Linked DNA regions of Danio rerio: region 1 is linked to region 2. Evidence: chromatin contacts called from public Hi-C data. All regions are on one chromosome and are shown on one strand. The core of a region is the stretch at or near the end of the contact, and the rest is flanking DNA. Distances in the headings are between cores, read along the strand shown. Region 1 holds the start of dlc1 (DLC1 Rho GTPase activating protein). Region 2 has its middle 31 kb from the start of pi4k2b.

What was found. Hi-C and Micro-C count contacts between places; a contact is called where the count stands out from the background.
Region 1: a Hi-C map of hematopoietic stem cells shows a contact between it and region 2, with 2.7 times the contacts expected there. The contact joins the promoter of dlc1 here to the enhancer-like site in region 2. A contact is called at or near these places in 2 of 18 Hi-C or Micro-C datasets (embryo and hematopoietic stem cells).

The regions. Positions count from the first base shown.
Region 1 is chr1:17,016,469-17,019,855 of GRCz12tu, forward strand. dlc1 (DLC1 Rho GTPase activating protein) reads right to left here and starts at 1,264. Exons shown (of 20, transcript XM_073949948.1): 1 at 1,173-1,264. LOC141385537 (a long non-coding RNA gene) reads left to right here and starts at 2,151. Exons shown (of 3, transcript XR_012405884.1): 1 at 2,151-2,320.
Region 2 is chr1:16,777,344-16,780,680 of GRCz12tu, forward strand. No RefSeq gene overlaps it. Among named protein-coding and RNA genes, the nearest start is that of pi4k2b, 31 kb to the left of the region's middle. Within about 2 kb of position 1,533, at least 10 of the 62 cell types and tissues checked have an H3K27ac peak or open chromatin away from gene starts, as enhancers often do.

The DNA.
Region 1 (3,387 bases), core at 14-2,513, 240 kb after region 2:
GACGTCTTCATTCTGATTGCTTGCCGCCGAAACGCGTCATAGCTCATTACCATAAAGTTGACTTCATTTCAACTCTCCTCGACGCTCACGCCGGCGAAGACGCGCCGCACTGCTCCTCGCCGCTTATCGTCGCCTATCGCCGCCGGCTCTCATTGAAAATGAATGACTTCCGGCTACTTTGACGCTCTCGCCGCTTTCGGTGTGAACGTACGGTATAAGGCATCGTACTCTATGGTCTTTGATAAGACTTTATTGATTTTATTCTGCAAAAACTACAAACTAGTTCTACCAACCAGACACAAAACACAAGCTGTAATAATGTATTAACACTATAAACATAAACCTGACACAAAAAAAAAAAAAAAAAAACAGCTGAATACAGCCTTCACTAAACTAACAGTCAAGTTGATTCGAAGTCGACTATATTTAGGGAATAACCTCGGATTGTTGTGATAGATTTAGAATCAAGAATTGATCAATAGATCAATTATAATCAAGTATTCCAGAGTGCCGTGTAATGATAAGGCATTAATGAGCAACAATGAACAGTTTTGTTTTAGGAATATTTTAATAACGTGAATAAGAAGTTCTGCCAATATTAACTTAAAATAGAAAGTGTTATTTAATGTTAGGAACAGAATTACATAAGTAATATAGCTTTATTATCATGGATATAAAGGGATTTGAAACAGCCTTTTCTTTAACATTTTTCATGTATTTAAAACAAATTTGTATACAGTTTCTTCCTAAAGAAGAAAATATCAAAAGGGAAAAGTCTCTGCTCTATCAGCTTGTTAAGTGTGACGTCACGTGAAGCATCTTTCGGGTCCAAGCGCTCTATCAAACTGTATGGGGAGACTCATCAAATTGTAATAATAAGCATTTACAAAGCGCTATAATACTTTTGGTAAAATTTTTGTCCAGAGACTGTGATTTACACTGTGATTTCATATAAAAATCACTTCAATGTGTGATAGGACAACAAGTGTCTATAAATAAATATTTTCTCAGTTCAATATAGCGGCTTGTACCTGGAAACAGTATTCCATACGTTACCAATACGTCACGACTTAAAAAGTGCATAAGCAGATGAACATCAAAACTTAACAACTAGTTAAGTAGCAAGTTGCTCAGCTAAAAAAGTATTAAAGAGGTAATAATTATGACCTTACCTTCATTCCCATATTCAACATCACTTTGAATGTCTGCTGTGAACAGTAAAATTTGTTGTAGAATACAACACTGGTACTGTTTGGTGGTCTGTACATGTGTTCTGCTCCATTTCATAATAAAAGTCTTTGCTGCTGACTTATTCATGAAAACAATCACCTGTCGCCATCTAACGGCATAATAAAGTCACCACACATTCCAGTTCTCAAAAATAATTTTTATAACTTATTGATTTATATAAATCCATTTTAAATTAGTTGTTTAAGCAAACAGGAAAATTAAGTGAATAATGAAACAATATATTTATATTTTTATATATTATAAGTAATAAACATACCTCTACCATCAGCCAAACTATTTTGTTTTTTGTTTTTTTTGACTTTCACACACATGCATACAATGTAGCCTACCCATCCATCCATCCATCCATCCATCCATCCATCCATCCATCTATCCAAAATTTCGAAAACCACAGGGTTAATTTTCTATTTGCATGGCTATCTAAAACTGAAATGTTCTTGTGAGGCGAATTAATATTGTTAGTTATTTTTGCTTATTGTAATATTTCTTTTCAATCTGTTATAATATAATTTCCAAATCATCTTTTTTCCTCCCCTGGTAGGGCCTAGACCATTGATTGAGAACCACAGAGCTAAACAATATCAACTGGTCGCAGGCTACAGGCTGTGCTGCTGGGCTGTATAATTCTGCGGTGTTTGTGTTCATCACACCTGTCTGTCCAAAAGAGCTATTCATCTCTTTTTCTCCCCCTCTATTCATTCATTCTGTGTTCATCTCATTCGCTCTCTCCCATCCATCTCATTACAAGAAACACAATTACCAGACTCTCGAGCCTTCCAATGTTCTCCCAAAAAGAGCTAAGGCGATTTAGACTGCCTATATTCCTCCCTTGATGAAGGCTGTAAGCTTCCATCTGCAACTGATGAGCAGAATCAGCCAATCAGAATCCCGCAAATCATGATTGGCAGGGGTGGGCGGGCACTACTGGACTTGGGCTTTATATAACGACGTTTGCGTTTTTCAGAGATTTTTCCAAAAGATAAAAAGTAAACGAGATAAATTATACCGGAGAAACTGTAAATAAATCGCACCACTGAAAAGTTAACGATTTTGTCCATCTGGATACACAGTAAGTAGGTCAGTCGGAGGTGGGTTTGATCACACCTCATTAACATGCTGCGCGGTGTTGTTGTTTTTATTATTATTTTTTTTAGTTAAACTTGCTAAATTCACCAGGAACATGGCCTCGTGAGGGAAAAACAGAAATCACACCAGATGGTTTGATATATTTATGCTTGCTAGACTGGTGATGAACAAGCTCTCAAAACATTTTAAATATTATATATAATGCCTTGAATAATAAAATCGTATCAAAACATATGGCGTGTTGTTATCTCCAACACGATACCTGGGATTTGAATATGTTATACACCAAATTCTGTAGTAAAAGCTGGTTAATGACCATTCAAATTGCTTGCCTGACAGTTTACTGGCTTCACCAGAGTCCTCCAGCAGGTGGCAGTGTGGTTTCTTTGGTTTCAGCTGAAGGTTAGTCCAGGACAGTGTTGTTACAGTGCTGTTGCCTCACCGTGTGTGTATTTTCTGTCTGACTAGGCCTATATGAGTGTATGGATTTAGGAATCAAAATAGGGAACAGGCAGGACCTTTCTGACATCCTTTGACATTAATAAGCACAAATCGGTAACAAATTTTGTAACAGACAATTAATATAGCTGTAATGTGATAAAAATGCTGTCACAAATCGCTCGTTTAGTATAATTTGCATTCCACTGAAAATCAAGTTTTGCCTGGAAAAACAACAAAAATAAAATAAAATAATAATAAAATAATATATATATATAAATAAATATATATATATAGTCAAAACAGTATCTGTGTTTTTATTATGTGAGATCCTAGACCAAAAAACAATCATAAGGATTAAAAATAAATAAATAAATAAGCTTTCCATTGATGTATAGTATGATTTGTGATAATAGGACAGTAGTTGGCCAAATTACAACTATTTGAAATCTGAAACATGAGGGTTTGAATTAATTGAAATATTGAGAAAATCATGTTTACTGCTGTCCAAATAAAATTCTTAGCAATTTCTATTACAAATAAAAAAAAGTTTGATAATTTGATATTTTTACTCAAAGAAATTTTCAAAATGTCTTAAAGGAACATGATCTT
Region 2 (3,337 bases), core at 283-2,782:
TATGACCGCCACAGCATCTGCTCAGGATACAGCCTGGTCCAGGGTTATGGATACCTTGGCAGCATCTCTTCATAAGGTCTTGGATCACATTTGTGGTGCTGCACAATCTTTAGAGGCCTCGAGTTGAGTATCCTCAGGTGGAAATAGAGAATAAAGAAAATAATGAGCAGAGCTGCTGTTCATAGTGTATTTAATCGAGAGATATTAAATATTAATGCAATAAATAAAACTAGTAGTTATATAAACAAACATGTAAAGCATATCACTTACTACTTATACGTAGCTTAATTAAAGGGATAGTTCACCTAAAAACTTCAATTGTCATCATTTACTCACTGCTAAACACAAATGAAGATTTAGGAAAAATAGAGGTTGCTGTGACCCATTGACTTCTAGCATTATTTTGGGTGAACCTTCCGTTTAAGCACGAAAGAAAATGAGTTTGCACATGATGTTTCATTACTGTAAACTGTTAAAAATAAATAAAGGAAACAATTAAACAACACAATGTAACTCCAAGTGTTCCCTTTATTTTTTTGAGCAGTACATTTCATTAGGGGAATTACCAACCCATGTCACACACATTCAATCGTGCATACTGGTTGAAAAAAAGCACTGTTGCAATTGCAAACATGTCATGTTGCGTGGGAGGATGCCAAAATTGAAAATCCGAAAATAGAAAACTTAAATTTTACAGTACACCACACTGCTTTTAATGCCAACCGCAGACATCTTTGGCTATCAGCCGTCAGAAATGCTGAATGGAGTTAAGACCTGATTAAAAATACTCGACTCTGCAGTTCTTATTTTATATCAGTTACGTTCACGCTATGCTGAGTCATACACGTTACTCATTTTTGATTGCAGCAATGATTTCAGCAAAAAAACAGTTAAATATGGTGAATTAAACTGCGGACATTGAATGCTAAAATTAAAATGTACAAATCTGTTAATCATGGAACATTATTTCTAGCACATGACCACACAGAACAAAGTTGTAGGAATCCAAAGACTTGTAGGACCTTACTTTCGCTCTTGTAAAATCATTTGGAGTTTCAGTGAGATTGTGAGTTGTATATTTGGGGCTGGATGCTTGGCCATTTCATCTTATCCGATATTCATTGGGAGGGTGCTATCTGTCAGACAAATGCAGCTCACTTTAGCATTCATTTAAATGGGTGACAAGCTGTTATAATACGCTGAAAGCATTATATAAATAATGTAATCAATATAACTTATCTCTAATACAACAACAAACTCTCTACCACATCGGATGTCATTCCCTTACTGCTGTAGATGCTAGCGCTCCCGGTGGTTTTTTGCAACCTCGATGCGCACACATCCTGAATGTTTACAAACTGGTAATTTACCAATATTATGGAATCTGATTCTTTTGCTTAGTTCTGGACAGTTTGACTCATCTAAATATATACATATACTCAATCTAGAGGAGTTTGTTGTCCCGTTTTCGCCATTACACAACATGCTGTCATTTATCAATGTGGGAACTGGACTCCGGCTCATTCTCAGAAGAAAGAGGGGAAAACTCTGGAATGTTCTTCTCCTCTCTCGTTCTCTTTCACACACGTATCTTATCTGTCTTTTCCTGGCTTGTTTTCGAGTTCCAAGAAAAGTACGACAGCTCTATTTCTCCGCTTAGATTGGTTTATAAATGAGACCACGAGGGTTTTTATTTTTATCATGTCAAACTTTTCTTGGAAGTCAGATTGTTTGAGAATGTGAGAGATGGACAGGTACAAAAGTGGGTTTGGGTACGAGTTTTGCCTGAAGCATTGCCATGACAATTCCTTCTTTGTTTGAGCAGTATAGATGCATTATGTAATCAGACTCTGAGATCATCAGTCGCACAGCTGTTTCTCTCTCCTGAGACAAAGAGACTGATGTTTTCTGCTCAAACATAATTTGATTTATTTTGTTGTTACTAATGTCCTACAAGCCCAGAGCTTTGTCTGCGTTTGGTAACACTGCATTAAGGAAAACATTTAGTTATAAACAGCTGCTTACCCTCATACCTAAACAGTGTACTACTACAGCTACTTCACAGTACTTTTACTTTTTTTATTTGTTTATTTATCATATTTATTTATCATGTTTATTTAGCATATTTATCATAAACTACAAAAACACCTGCAACAGCCCTGTAGACATGTTATCATGGTTTAAACAATATGAAATTTTTTAACTATGCTGAGAACATATTTTTGTTGGTATTACATTTTCAATTCACTATAATGTTCGCTACATTTCCATTTTTTTTAATACCAATTATTATTTTATTAGAAATATATTTTTCCAACATAATACACTGTTTAAATTCTATTGTTATAAAGCATATAAATACTATAAAGTAATTATTTAAAATAATATTAATATGCGGTTCATTCCTCTGTGGCGACTCCTGATACATCAGGGACTAAGCCGAAGGAAAATGTTATTATATTGTTGGTATATTAATAATTTAAATGACAATTTATGTACTTGTAACCATTTATAAGCTTAATGAAATTATTTCACAAATAATACTCTGTAATGTTTTTTTTTTTAATTCACTGTTCAAATAAATGTATAAATATCAGCACTAATTAATAAAGTGCTGATATTTATATATATATATATATATATATATATATATATATATATATATATATATATATATATATATATATATATATATATATATATATATATATATATATATATATATATATATATATATATATATATATATATATATATATAATGTATATATATATATATAATGTATATATGTATATATATATATATATATATATATATATATATATATATATATATATATATAAAATGTATATATGAATATATATATATATATATATATAATGTATATATGTATATATATATATATATATATATATATATATATATATATATATATATATATATATATATATATAAAATGTATATATGAATATATATATATATATATATATATATATATATATATATATATATATATATATATATATATATATATATATATATATATATATACATAAAAAACAAAATATTGCTGTCTGATTTCTCCATTATTATGCAGCCAGTATAAATACACACACACACACATTTATAAAATACTATACCATTTGCACAAACAACTCTGCAGATGTAGTTGTTAATAAATAAATATGTATATATAATAATAACTATTATCATTACATTGACAATAAATAATATTAAAATAAAGCTTAACCTTATAATATGGCCATTTGTTATATAAATAATGCTATAATTGTTTTAAATTTGTATTTTAAAATAAAGTACTATACAACTGTACAGA